Regions from separate parts of the Mus musculus genome. Here region 1 is linked to region 2. The links are chromatin contacts, called in public HiChIP or PLAC-seq maps. All regions are on one chromosome and are shown on one strand. The core of a region is the stretch at or near the end of the contact, and the rest is flanking DNA. Distances in the headings are between cores, read along the strand shown. Region 1 overlaps Slc12a8 (solute carrier family 12 (potassium/chloride transporters), member 8). Region 2 has its middle 53 kb from the start of Snx4.

Region 1 (7,308 bases), core at 3,280-5,779, 300 kb after region 2:
ACCTGATCCGTGGACAGGGCTTCCTCTGAGGTGAAGCATCCGGGCTGCCTCAGGCCACACACTGAGGAGACTCCTTAGGAGCCTCCCAATGCTGCCCTTTCTGGCCCTGATGTTTTCCGTAATCTCTGTGTCCCAAACGGGAGACGTTTTAGTCTTGGAGTAGATGCATTCTCTCTGCATATAGACGTGTATTAACCCCACCACCACCCTTTTAATCATTCCTTTAAGAAAAGAAGGAATGAGTCGAAAGAAAATATGCCTGCCAGGCTGTTTTCCACTTTATTTTTCCCATATTGGAAAATTGTTTTGAATTTACATGTAGCTCTAAAGTTGACAGCGTTGGCCTAGAATCACGGGGGCCCGGGTTGGAACATCGGTCCAGCATACAGTGAGTGCAGTGGTACAAGCCCGTAATCACTGCACTTGGAAGGTACATTCAGGAGATCAGTAGTTTGACGTCACCCTTTGTTACATAGAGTTCAAGGTGAGCTCTGTCAGAAAGAAACAAACAAATAAAAAAAAAAAGTGATCACTGCAAAATGCTGGGGGATTATAAACAACAAAAACTGAAGAAAAAAAAATCTGTTCTTCAGTCCTGCAGAAATAATATAACATTTGTCGCCTTCCCTAGCTCCTCTTGAGTATGTAGTCATGTGTGTTAGTGTGTGTGTGGGGGGTCATGTATGTGAAGGCCAGATGTGTCTTCTCCTCTGTCGTTCACCATCTTGTTTTCTTTCTGAGACCAGGTTTCCTTGAACCTGGAGCTTGTCAACTCAGCTAGACTGGCTAGGCACGGACCCCAGGGCTGGGATTATAGGTGTATGCTACCGTTCCCTGTTTGTCTGGGTGCTGGGGGCTCAAACTCAGGTCCTACTCTATGTGTGGCAAGTACTTGATGGACTGAGGTCCTTCCCCACCCTCTTTCTGTGTCTCTATCCCTCTTCTTCTCCTTTCCCCTTCCCACCTCAGCTAGCAAGGGCAATATGCCATATGTTCTGTTTCTGCTGAGTCTCTTTAAACAATGGCTTCAGCTACCTTTTTGTGTCACAGCACAGCCCACACTGTCTCTGAGGCTTGGTACTAACTGACAGGCACACCACCATCCTCTCTTACTGACAGACACCACCATCCTCTTACTGACAGGCATATATACCATCATCTACTAGTTTCAGACATGAAATGGTTTGTAATTTTTGCTATTCCAAACAAGTACTTATAAACATCGTTGGTTATGTCTTTATTCATACCTGTTCTAGTTTGCTTTTCTGTTGCTGTGATAAAACCTTTTGACCAAAAGAAAATCAGAGTAGGATAGGGCTGGTTCATTTGGTGTCTTTGCTGTGATGGACACCATGGCCAAAAAGCAAGCTGAGGAGGAAAGGGTCTAGTTGGCTTACACTTGCACATCACTGTTCATCATCAAAGGAAGTCAGGACAGGAACTCAAACAGGACAGGAAGCTGAGGCAGGAGCTGATGCAGAGGCCATGAAGGAGTACTGCTTACTGGCTTGCTCCCTATGGCTTGCTCATTAGGGTGCCCCCGCCCACAATGGGCTGGACCCTACCTCATCAATCACTAATTAGGAAAATGCACCATGACCTTGCCTACAACTTGATCTTATGGAGGCATTTTCTTACTTGAGGTTCCTTCCTCTTGGATCACTAGAGCTCATGTCAAGCTGACATAAAACTATCCAGTCCATTTGACTTATATTTCCCAGTAACAGTCCATCACTGAAGGAACTCAAGACAGGAACCTGGAGGGAGAAACTAAATCAGAGACCATGGAGGAATGCTGCTTACTGGCTTGCTTGTTAGCTTTGTCATAAGCTAGGCCCACTGGGTATAGGGATGGTGCCGCCCACAGTGGGCTGGGCCCTTTCACATCAGTCACCAATCAAGATCATTCCTCACAGACGTGTCCTCAGGCCAATCTGATTGAGACAATTCTTCAGTCGAGGTGGCTCTTACCAGGTGACTTCAGGTTGTGCCAGGATGGCAGTATAGACTGTCCAGCACAGTACCCTTGGCAGAATCACTAGGACGAAAATGTATGCAGATCCAAGTCTTGGCCCGGCATTCAGGGTTCTTTTGAAGTAGAACCCTGTGACTTTCTGGCTTCAAACTTCCCCTCGACTCGGCATCCCCTGGGTAAAGCCTGGCTCTGCAGTTTACTGGATGTGAGCCTTTAGGCTGCTTCAACCAACTTCTTTAGGAACTTTTCTATAGAATGAGAAAGTCATTCCACTTTTCGGATGTGGTTGTTTTAAGGGTTAAACAAAAATAAAATTCGCATGAAGCTCTTACCCAGCCCTGTAGGCTGAATGTAAGTCAATAGTAGTGGTATCAAACCCATGACATCCCTGAGTCCACTAAAATCTCCTTCAGGGACACTTCTGTCTTAGTTACTGCTGTGAACAGACACCATGACCAAGGCAACTCTTATAAAGAAAAACATTTCATTGGGGCTGCTTTACAGTTCAGAGGTTCAGTCCATTATCATCATGGCAGAAAGCATGGCAGGATGCAGGTAGACATGGTGCTGGAGGAGATGAGAGTTCTTCATCTTGATCCACAGGCAGCAGAAAGAGAACTATGAGCCACTGAGCCTGGGCTTGAACTTCTGAGACCTCAAAGCCCACCCTCACAGTGGCACACTTCCTTCAACAAGGCCATGCCTACTTTTAAGAAGGCCATACCTTTTAATAGTGGCACTCTCTATGGGCCTATGGAGGCCTGTGAGGGTCATTTTTATTCAAACCACTATGATGCTCCACATGAAACCATGTGTCCCTGCTGTGTCAGAGTTTCATGGCCACGTTCTCCATCACACCGAGTTGATTGAGCATACTTATGGGCTAGACTCTTACTCTACTTCAGAACACTTTGTTCTATTGAGTGTGTCTAGAGAGAAAGCATCTCCCTTCTCCTCAGCCATGCTATTGGTCCCTCACCAGGATGGATGAATTAATTTTCATTATCTTTTGGGAGGGTAGGGGATGGGTAGTTTCTTGAGGCAGGCTTCCTTTCACTCTGACTCTTTGGCTGTCCTGGAACTTGCCGTGTAGACTAGGCTGGCTTCAGACTCACAGAGATCCAAGTGCCTTTACCTTTCCAATGCTTCCACTGGGGTTCTTGGGACTTGAGGTAATACGGAAAAGATTTGCCAGAGTGTTCACCTCAGATTTTTGTCATTTGTAGCTCTGAACATGGCACCTGGTCCTGGCTGCTGGATGATACCTAACCCCAGAAGTGCTTGAACCCTCTGTGAATTAGTTGCTGAAGAACTCTGCAGGCCCTTTGATTCCCGCTGAGCCACTTGGGCACTGTCCCAGCTAAGCAAGCAGGCAGAGCTCAGAATGCCCCATCAGGACCTTTGTGTGGCTCTGATCACACCTCCCTCATCCTTAACACTTTCATGGAGTGATAAGATGCTTTTGTAGCAGGGAGGGGTTTCCTCCTCAGCGCACAATCCACAAAGGTCCCTTTCACATCCCTGTAGATGCCTCCCCAGTTGCCTAGGGAGATAGACAGGCGGCCAGCCTGCAGTCCTTCAAATGACAGCTTCTAGGAAAGAGCCTGGAGGAGAAGAAGGGACCACCCTGGGGAGAGCTCTTTGATTGACAGAGTACCCTGCCTCACTTCATCTCTTGTCTGGGTGTCTTTCAGGAGTCATGGCTGGCTTCAACATGGGAGGAGACCTGAGAGACCCTGCTGACAGTGTCCCCTTAGGCTCCCTAGCAGCTGTTGGCGTCTCGTAAGTTCCCCTCTTAGATTGGTCTGAGCTGGAGAATGGGAGAGAAAACCCAGGCAGAAGAGGGGGCTGCCCCTTTTGTTCTGAGAATGCCCTGGCTGTGACCAACCTATTTCGTATTCCAATCCTCCTTTTTACACTCGGTGGGCTGGAAAATTCACGTCTGGTGGGTTCTGATGCTGCCCTTTCACAGTCCTGCCTGAGAATGCTGTGGGAGGAGGGGGATCATGAATGCAAAATAATCCTTCCTTGCCCCACCCCCAACCACCCTGCCTCTTCTCCACCTTCTTTTGAACTTGGGGATTTTTTTTTTTTTTAATTCAGAGTTCCCAGGGTCATGGTGGGAACATGGGGATGAAGCATTGGGTAATCTCATAGACTAGCATCGGCATTCCATTTGTCAGCCTTCTGAGCTTCTATGAAAGGAGAGAGGGAGGGAGGGAGGGGAGAGAGAGGGAGAGAGAGAGAGAGAGAGAGAGAGAGAGAGAGAGAGAGAGAGAGAGAGAGGATGGGGATGTCTACATGTCATATGTGTACCGAATGAATGGAGGGAGATGCTACATGATGCAAGTAGCAGAAGCTCAGAGATGGGGCTCCCCCTCCCTCAGTTGCTGGTTTCTGGGGTTTTAGTTCCTATCACGCTGCTGTCACCTGACTAACAAGACCTTGAGTCTGGGTTTTTTGTTTTTTGTTTTTTTTCCTTCTAGAGTCTTCTGTTATTTCCCCTGTGTAGTAGGCAGGAGGGCACCTCTCTGCCTTCACTGAATAGGTGCGGAAATGCAGTGAGGTCATAGGCAGAAAGAACCCTGCCACGAGGAGCTGGCAGTGCCTGTGCTATTTTAATGACAGCACTTGAAAATGTTAAAATATCTGCCTGTGAATGCTTACTGACACAAGTCCCTTGCTGCCAGCCAGGCACAGGGCACCAGGCCGTGTGTATAAAAGAGGCAAGGACATTGTGAAGAGCATAAAACGATCAGGAAGAGCTGAGCATGAGAGAGGGGGAGAGAGGAGGTTCCACATGAGCACCTGTCCTGCTTTACACAGAGCTGGAAGTCAGAGGAGCCTTGTGTGTCATGGCCCAGCCGGGAATGGGCAGATCTCAGGGTCATGTGACTTAGTCAGCCACCCAGAACAGCTTGATGGCAGAGCCACTCTACAGCTTCACCTGTTAATTCTCCCCTCTGTGTCTTCATTTGCTTTCTGTTGCTGGACCTTGGGGAGGAAACAGTTAATCTCAGTATACATTCATCATGGCGGAAAGTCAGACTGGAGGCAGGAGCGGAAAGCAGAGATGATAGATGAAGGAATGCTGCTTACTGGCTTGCTCAGCTTGCTTTCTTACAGACCATCTGCCTAGGGATGGTACCACCCACAGTGGGCTGTACCCTCCGCTATCAATCCTTAATCAAGAAAATGCCGGCTATACTCACCTACGGGTCACAGGCCAATCTTACAGAGACATTTTCTCAGTTGAGGTTCCTTCTTTTCAGGTGATCCTAGCTTGTGCCAAGTTAACAAAAGCACTTAAGTACACTGTTGCCTGTGGTCTAGAGACCGGAGAGGTCCAACACATGACTGGGTAATTCTTCTACTGGAGGAAGATAGATGGACTGCAGGACAGCAGGTCAACCCTGGCCAAGTCCGGGAAGCTGGGCTTCCCATTTCCCCACTTCAATACCCTTTCTTAATATAAGATTAAAACCACTGCTACCTTGGTTTCTTTTGGCCAAGAAATACACTATAGAGTAGAAAGAGTACAAAATGCACCTTCCCAGGCTTCTCCATGGCTCCATGGCTGGCCTTCTTTCATGACTCAGGTTCCCATAGAAAACTGAGGCTTGGTGGGATTGGGGCTGGACAATATGGCAGCTCTTTCTCTTGGATTTTGCAGGTGGTTTCTCTACATCATCTTTGCCTTCCTGCTTGGTGCCGTCTGTACCCGAGAGGCCCTCCGCTCTGACTTCCTGATAGCTGAAAAGGTGGGTGCATCCTGTGCTGCCCAAAGGGCTTACTTGTTCCATGAACACCCAACACCCAACAGCCTCCTCTTGCAGCTCTGTCTGAGAATCTGTATTGCCTTCAGCCCAGGACCAAGTTGGAGGTTTTGGGTGCTGGCATATGGAGAATGTGCAACATCTCTCTGTGGATCCTCATAATGGCGTTCAGATTCCAGCATCCAAAGAGGGACATGAATTCAGGAGACTAGATAACAGGGTCATCTTTCCATGTCAAAAATCAAGACAAATGACAGGGTAGGTAGTCAGATGTTAAAATGCTTGCTGTACAAGCATGAAGACCCCAGTGGTCCCCCACAAGATTCATGTAAGATGCTGGGAGTGGCTCTCTGGGGCTTTCTGGTCAACCAGCCTACTTAGTGAGCCCAGGTCTCAGTGAGAGACACTGTCTCAAAAAGCAAGGAAGAGGGCTCAATGGACTAAGGTTCTTTCTTCGAAGCCTGAGGACCTAAATTACATCTCCCAGCCCACAAGCTGGAAGGAGAAAGTGGGAATGTGTTCTCTCGGCACACACGCTCCCCCAGGGCAGGGCTGGCATGGAGAAAGACAGGAGGAAGTCTCTCCTGAGAATCTCAGCAACTCTTGGTTGGTTTGGCTACAACATCTTTGTTTCTGGACTACAAACCAGGTCAGATTAATGAATTCCTTGAGTTCCACTGCTTCTTTACAGAATGGAGGTCATGTGACACCAAGGACACATATTTGGCTCTTAACCTCAAAAGAATTAGATTTTCTGAAGAAAAAAAAATCCCCTAAAACTCCTATGGTGCCCCGAGTTCACAGAATAAAAGCAGACTCTGAAACTCCCATAATTTTTAGAGAATGGTGGCCAATTAGGCCAGCGTTGTGAATTCCTGCACTGCTCTCTGGGGTAGAGCTGAGCACAGGAGGCCAGTGATGGGAAATCCTGACAGAGGAGACGGAACTACTTTCTAAAGATGCGCTTGAGGCTGCTCTCCACATCCACTCAGGTCTCTCTTTATAGTGAGTAGATTCCAGTACAGGTGACACTTGTTTCCAGAGGTCATGACCGTAGACCACAGGCAGGATGGGAAGGGCCCCAAATCTTGGACACTGGGTTGCAAGGTTTGCTTTCAAGGAAGTTTCCCCCTCTCTTCTCTCTTTCTCTTTCTCTCTCCCCTCCTATGTGCAAGTGTGTGCACTTGCATGCATGTGTGCACGCATGCACGCATGCAAGTGTGTGCACTTGCATGCATGTGTGCATGCACGCACGCACACACTGACACACACATCCTCACACCCACTTTCATACACACACATACACATGCACAGACACACATACACATGCATACATGCATGAACATGAACACACACACACACAGTTCCATCTGAAATCTGACCTCCACAGATCCCTTCTCAGTGGAGTGGCAAGTGTGGCTGCACATGAGAAACTGAAAACCTCAGTAAGCCACTGAATGGAGAAGGAGTGGCTCCTCCAGGGACACCTGCTTGTCTGCAGCTAAGGGTGTGTGTGTGTGTGTGTGTGTGTGTGTGTGTGTGTGTGTGTAGCTCTGC
Region 2 (7,008 bases), core at 4,430-6,929:
CAGATAGACAAATAGCTGTGGTCACAGCTATGTGGCACTGAGGTCCCAACCATAGAGACAGGGACTAGAAGGGTGATTGCCAGGACTGGAGGTGGAATTTCAGATTAAAAAGTGAAAAGAACTAAGTAATCAGTGCCATCATTTTGTATGAATGTAATGAATACCACTAAACTATCCTTAGATAGTTAAAGTCATTTATTTAAAAACAAAACAGTGGGGCGTGTATACAGCTCAGAGCTTTTGGAGGACCCAGATTGCTAACAGGTTGATAGGTGCATTGTTCAGAGGGATGTGTGCATAGTCGATGCACGTAAGAGTCTCAGGTGCCCAGTGCAGTGCTAGAGCCCAAACCAAGCGGAGTCCCAGGTCGCTGAGCTACTCCCTAGGCTTTCCTGCCTCACTGGCAGACACACAGTTTATGTGGGTGTGAGGGTGGGTATAGAGAAAGGAGAGAAGTCCTGGTTTTATATCTGTATCTATGTTTATATAGTGAGTAAATTTATGTAACAGATTATACCTCATTAGGACTAACTATCACATCAGAGATACTGGCCCAGCCCAAAGAAAACCAGCAGTGTCCCTATGCTGTGTCTGGCTGCAAATAACTGGAAAAGCAGCTGGCTTCATCCCCCTATCTGGGGCAGCTCACATGAGGTCTACCTTATGGTCTTGGCACAGCAAAGCCTTCCATCTCCATTTCTTTCCATTGTGCAGTACATCCGAAGAGCAGTGAAGGGTTAAGATGGAAGAGTTCAATGTATAAAAATGTCCTGTATGTGTTAAAATAGCTGTAGGGATTCGTCTAGGCCAGTAATAAGTTAGTTTCTTCCTCCCTCCCTCCCTCTCTCCCTCCCTTCCTTCCTTCCTTCCTTCCTTTCTTTTGGTTTTTTTTTTCCCCCGAGACAGGGTTTCTCTGTGTAGCCCTGGCTGTCCTGGAACTCACTCTGTAGACCAGGCTGGCCTCAAACTCAGAAATCCACCTCTGCCTCCCGAGTGCTGGCCCAGCCAGTAATAAGTTTCTAAACTGTGACGTTTAAGTGCTTTCTTTATTGTAATTTGTTTTGTTCTGTTTCATCTATCAGTTATAGAGGCAGGCGTGTCTTAGAGTTTCTATTCCTCCACAAACATCATGACCAAGAAGCAAGTTGGGGAGGAAAGGGTTTATTCAGCTTACACTTCCACATTGCTGTTGAACACCAAAGAAAGTCAGGACTTGAACTCAAGCAGGTCAGGAAACAGGAGCTGATGCAGAGGCCATGGAGAGATGTTACTTACTGCCTTGCTTCCTCTGCCTTGCTCAGCTTTCTTTCTTTCTTTTTTTTTTTTTATTAGGTATTTTCCTCATTTACATTTCTAATGCTATCCCAAAAGTTCCCCCATACCCTCCCCCACCCACTCCCCTACCTACCCACTCCCACGTTTTGGCCCTAGGGTTCCCCTGTACTGGGACATATAAAGTTTGCAAGTCCAATGGGCCTCTCTTTCCAGTGATGGCCGACTAGGCCATCTTTTGATACATATGCAGCTAGAGACAGGAGCTCCGGGGTACTGGTTAGTTCATAATGTTGTTCCACCTATAGGGTTGCAGATCCCTTTAGCTCCTTGGGTACTTTCTCTAGCTCCTCCATTGGGGCCCCTGTGATCCATCCATTAGCTGACTGTGAGCATCCACTTCTGTGTTTGCTAGGCCCCGGCATAGTCTCAGCTTGCTTTCTTATAGAACCCAAGACTACCAGCCCTGGGATGTTACCACCAACAATGGGCCCTCCCACCCTTGATCACTAATTGAGAAAATGCCTTACAGCTGCATCTCACAGAGGCACTTCCTCAAGGGAGGCTCCTTTCTCTGTGATAACTCTAGCTTGTGTCAAGTTGACACACACAAAACCAGCCAGTACAAGGCGTCAAGATCTCCCCCATGGACAGACGTGGTGCACTCCTGTCGTAGCAGAGGCTTTGATTGAGAACTTACAGAGCCCTGAGACAGAAGCAGTTCTTTCAGAGACAGGATTCCAGGATCTTTGAAGCCTAGATGTTAAGTACAGTACCTACTTGCATCTATAATTTAGCTATTCAGGAGACACTGAGCGGAAGGATCATTTGAGTCTGTGAATTCCTGACCAACGTAGACAACATGGTTAGACCTCCCACCATGCCCCCCCCCCCAATCAAACAGAAAGCCTTAAGTAGTTAAGACTAGAGGGAAATGACTCCTAGTCAATTGGCCTGTGTAGCTCCCCCAAGAGCCTGTGGCTGCCACTTCCATTGCCTTTCCAACAGCCTGGGAGGCTGAGCTGAGACTGGCCAAGGTTACTGTGAGGCGGGTATGGGAAGGACTCAAGGAAACAGGTGACTAAGTGCAGCCGGGATGAACGTTGCTGCTCAGTTACCCAGGCAGTTACGGTTACGATAACTCTCCAGTTCCTTCCTAAACATGAGCTGGTATATGACACCCTGGCCTGTGAGCTGGAGGCCAGTGACCTCTTACCGGTGGCTTTAGAGCAGTTGTCCTACATGAGCTAGGCCCCAAACAGCAGGCTTCCTAGTACCCCCATTAGGAACTGGAGGGACCTCAGGAATCGCCCATATCCGCCTGACCCTGGAGCCCTGGGCAGCTCAGGTTCAGTTTGCGATGGACACCAGCCCAGGAGTAACTGAAGCCCCCTGTCCTCTGGGAGAGGTGGAAACTGAAGCTCTTGGGGGAGCACCTGTGTATCCATGACAGGGACACTGCCTGAACGAAGGCTGGCTAAGGAAGCAGCAAAGGGCACACCTGGGAGGCAGTGTGCAGACCTCAGGCCTAACTTATGTGATCATAACAAAAATTCTAGATAGGGGAAGGTATGGGTGTGATCTCAGCACTCGGGAGATGGAGATGAGAGGATTGTTGTGAGTTTGAACTCATCTGGGTCTACACAACAAGTGACGGGCCACCTGGGGCCACTTAGCAATACCTGGGTCAGAAAAGCAGAACAGCTCTGGGGACTGGGAAGCCTAAGATGGAGAGGCTGTATCTGCCATCTTGATGAGTCAGCACATGGTAGAAGACAGACTACAGAGGAAGAGGGGAATCGGAAGTGGAGGGGACCCTTCCTTATGTAGAGTATGAATTCATCCTGGGCTAGATGCAGCCTGTCTCAAAAAACGGATGGGTGGCTGGGTGGGCGGCCAGGCAGGTGGGTAGGAGGATAGCATAAGAGACTGGGTGACTAAAAGCCTTTCCATAATCAACATTAACCAATTCCTGGCCCAACGCCTCTTTTTGTTTGTTTTGAAATAGGGTCTTTCTGTGCAGCCCAGGCTGGCCTCAAACCCAGAGATTCTCCTGATTGTGCCTCCGGAGTGCTGAGGGTACAGGTTTGTATGCATCACCACTTCCGGCCCAACCACCTTTTAACACTGTTGCATTGGGGGTTAACATCCAAGCACACAAACTTGGGGCACCACAGCATCGGCTTCTCATTGCTTCAGGCTTTTGGAAAGGCCACTTCGATTGCCTGACTTGGCTCAGCTTCGGTCCCCTCCTGTGCCTAGACGTACGGTCTCCCCCATTACCTCCTCTGGGAGAGCTTCCCTATGCTTCTGTTCAGAAACACCATGGCCTGAAACTGCTGAAGCTCCCCTGGAGAGGACGCAGCCTGAAGTGCTTGAAATGGCTGGCTTGTAAGTATGGAAAGAGCTCAGAGGATCAAATCCTGGTATGCATTAAGGATAGCTATAGGGACCAGGGGTCAGTGCACCCTGTGGGCCACTATGGAAGCCTCTAAACTGGAGTCCAAGTATTTTCCTTATTGTAATCTGTTTTGTTCTCCCTCATCTATCAAGTATAGTGTAGATGTGTCAGAATCTCCCGCATCATTAGATGTGGTGCACATCTGTCATATTAGGAGTTAGGGGGCTGGAATAGAAGGATCAGCAAGCAATTTGAGTCCAGCCTGGGCTACACTGTGGGACTCTGTCTCAACAAATAGTGCTTCTCTTCTACAGCAACACCCAGCTGCCTAATTTCTCGTTTTCTTTTCTCCATTTTAACCTACCTTAAAGGTATATGTCCTTTGCTTTCTGTTGCTGTGATACAAGCATCTTGGGAATAATAGGTTTATTTGGCTTACAGGTGTCAATCCATCAAGGGAGCTCAAGGTAGGAACTGAAGTGGAGACCATGGAGGAACACTGGCTTTCCCACAGGAGCACTTCAGCTGACATTTCTTATACAGCCCAGGCTGCTACCCAGAGAAGGCACCGCTCACAATGGGCTGGGCCTTCCCGCATCAATTAGCAGTCAAGACAATGCTCCCAAAACATATCCATACGCCAGTCTGATGGAGGCAGTTCTTGAACTGGGGTTTCCGCCTCCCTGGCATGTCCAGTTGGCAACCATAGCCATGCTCCCTCCCTGAATCTTGGTCAGTGAACTCTGGGGTTCACCGGTTACTTCCTCCTCAGTGATGGGATGGGATCCTCAGTGTGCCCAGCTTTTGGGGTGGATTCTTTGGCCCTTGTGTCTGTGTGGCAAGCGCATTAGCGACAACTACCTCTGCACCCCTTATTTTTGTCAGCATCTTGTGTAGCCCAGGTTAGCAAACTCCAAGTCTTCCCATCTCAGCCTTCAAGTTTACAAGCATTACAGATGTGTGCCACCATGCTCAATTCATTTATAGATTTATAAAATTGGAATCTTCAGCTGTCTTCTGCTGAGTCATTCATTCTTAAAATCTTGCAGTGTTTTTGACTTAGTGCCCCCTTGTGCCGCCATCCAGGCAGCCCTCTCCCAGTCCTTGGGCTCCTGGCTGACTTTCTCTTTATTTGTTAAATATCACTTGCTAGATTTACCCACACCCCTCCTGATCGGGCTCTCTCTCTCACCTCTGGTCCACAGTGCCTGACCAACGTAGACTTAGGTTGTGCCTGACAATGTAGTGCCTGTCTGTAATATCACTGGGGTCAGTGACAGAAACCATGAGACCAGGAATCTATAAAAAAACATCTGGGAGGGGCTGGAGAGATGGCTCGACAGTAAAGAGCACTGGTTGCTCTTCCAGAGGACATGAGTTCAACTCTGAGCACCCATGTGGCAGCTTATAACTGTCTATAACTCCAGTTCCAGAAGATCTGACACCCTTATGCCAACATACATGCACATAAAACACCAATGCACATTAAATAAACAGACTAATAATAATACTTAATAATAATAAACAGTTGGAAACCACTCCGTGAGAGCAAGTTCTCCACCAAGACATTGAATAATTACAGGACACTAGGCATTTGATGGTCATTGGTTCTTTTGATTGTGACAATCTCCTGCCCCCATATAGAGAACTTTCTATTTTAGTATGTAGAAATTAGAATTTAGAGTAAACCTCGGTCAGGCTGGCTACCTCACTTATAGGCAGTCCCTGAACTCTAGCCCAGGGAAGGAACTCTGGTGGCTGTCCCATATGGCCAGCCCTGCACTCTAGGAGTGTGCCACTAGGTGGCAGCAAAGCTAACGGACCCAGGAGAAACCTCTGGTTGAAACTGGTTTTTGTTTTATAAAAGTAGCACGGACTTTTATTGATGTGACTAAAACTAGATTATTCAACAAAATAAACATTAACCAAGCAGGCACAGTCCATGTGGTAAAAGGGCAATAAAGTAAACAGACCTTTAAACTTGGACCTTTCTACCTACATTTTGGCAATGTAATTACTCAGAGGAGACTGTCTTCTGGGGACTCACCAGGCTTGGATGATACCTCACTGTCCTACGCAGTGAAGCCTTTTGAGGGGGAGTTGAGCTTGCCTGTCCTCTAAGGAGGGCTTCCAGGGAGAATCCAGGTGCTCTACCACTGAGCCACACATCCTAACCCAGTCCTTCTGAGAATAGGATTTGTCATGTTGTCCAGGCTGGGAATATACCCGAATGCCTCCAAAAACTATTTCAAAAAGAGAAATACACACTCCACTTGGGAGAATGAAGAGATGAGAAGTTTTCACACTTTTAGATTAGAAAGATGGTATAGTATGTCCTTGTGTTTTTGTCTTGGATATTTTTGTTGTTGTTATTTTATTGGGTTCTTATACCTACCACACTTCCAGTCCTTATTCCACCTTAATGCCTTCCATCCTCCCACCGCAACACTAGGTAAGAAAGAGGTTTAGAAGGGAAAGGTATAGACCTCTTTATACTACTTCCTGCTGACTAGGGGCATTGGGTTCCGTGGCAAATCCAATCTCTATCTTCAGGACATCTCCAACCAGCAATCCAGCAATAGCAAGTGCAGCAGAGCCCAGGAGGAAGCAGGAGGAACCAGAAGCAGCCTCCACACGCGTGCTCAGGGCTCTCGCATTTATACCCTCTCAAGAGTCGCCAGAATTCCAAATATAAACAATTTTTTAGCTGGCAAAGATCACACCCCTCCTAGAATATGAAAAAAAAATCACAGCAGCTGTGGACAAACTAAAGGAACCTCTATCCCACACCTGAGATTAAAACAAAAACATGCACATAGCATAACTGGGTTTTTTTTTTTTTTAAGAAACCAAGATTCACCATATATTCTTCAACACACACACATCATGAAGGACTTAAAAGGTTGTTTTTCTGCTTGCCTCTGCTGACAAAGCAGTTGGCACGGAGCCAGACCATACCCACTCAAGCCTCGAGGACAGGGTACTTGGGACTGGCACACAGACATCTCTCTTCACATGGTCAGCCTACGAGCAGCCCGGCCCCACACTCAGTGTTTTGCGGACAGAGATCTTTGAACTCACAGCATGGGTTGGTCACTGGCAGGTGCCGGTCTCATCGTGCTTGTCTGTCTACTCCACAGCCAGAGGAGAAGCTTCAGGCCCCAGACATCACTGTAAAGCTGGAGGCTGCTCCTCCCTGCAGCTGCCAGCACAAGTCAAATATGGCCTAGTGGTCCACAAGTGCCAGTCGCTCGGCTGGCATCAGCTCTCCCCTGAGCCATGGCCACCCCTGCTCTCTTCACATCCTAGTCCAGAACCTGACAGTCTGGGGATGG

The links. HiChIP or PLAC-seq counts read pairs in DNA pulled down with a chosen protein or histone mark.
Region 1: a contact with region 2 is called in an H3K27ac HiChIP or PLAC-seq map of regulatory T cells, with 5 times the contacts expected there. The contact joins two enhancer-like sites. A contact is called at or near these places in 11 of 484 Hi-C or Micro-C datasets (the G1E-ER4 cell line, bone marrow-derived macrophages and embryonic stem cells) and 1 of 115 datasets of contacts at active chromatin or transcription factors (regulatory T cells).

The regions. Positions count from the first base shown.
Region 1 is chr16:33,602,497-33,609,804 of GRCm38.p6, forward strand. It overlaps Slc12a8 (solute carrier family 12 (potassium/chloride transporters), member 8), which reads left to right. Exons shown (of 13, transcript NM_134251.3): 6 at 3,670-3,757; 7 at 5,649-5,736. Among named protein-coding and RNA genes, the nearest start is that of Heg1, 78 kb to the right of the region's middle. Within about 2 kb of position 4,530, at least 69 of the 459 cell types and tissues checked have an H3K27ac peak or open chromatin away from gene starts, as enhancers often do. A contact at or near this core is called in regulatory T cells, where this site is marked.
Region 2 is chr16:33,301,277-33,308,284 of GRCm38.p6, forward strand. No RefSeq gene overlaps it. Among named protein-coding and RNA genes, the nearest start is that of Snx4, 53 kb to the left of the region's middle. Within about 2 kb of position 5,680, at least 34 of the 459 cell types and tissues checked have an H3K27ac peak or open chromatin away from gene starts, as enhancers often do. A contact at or near this core is called in regulatory T cells, where this site is marked.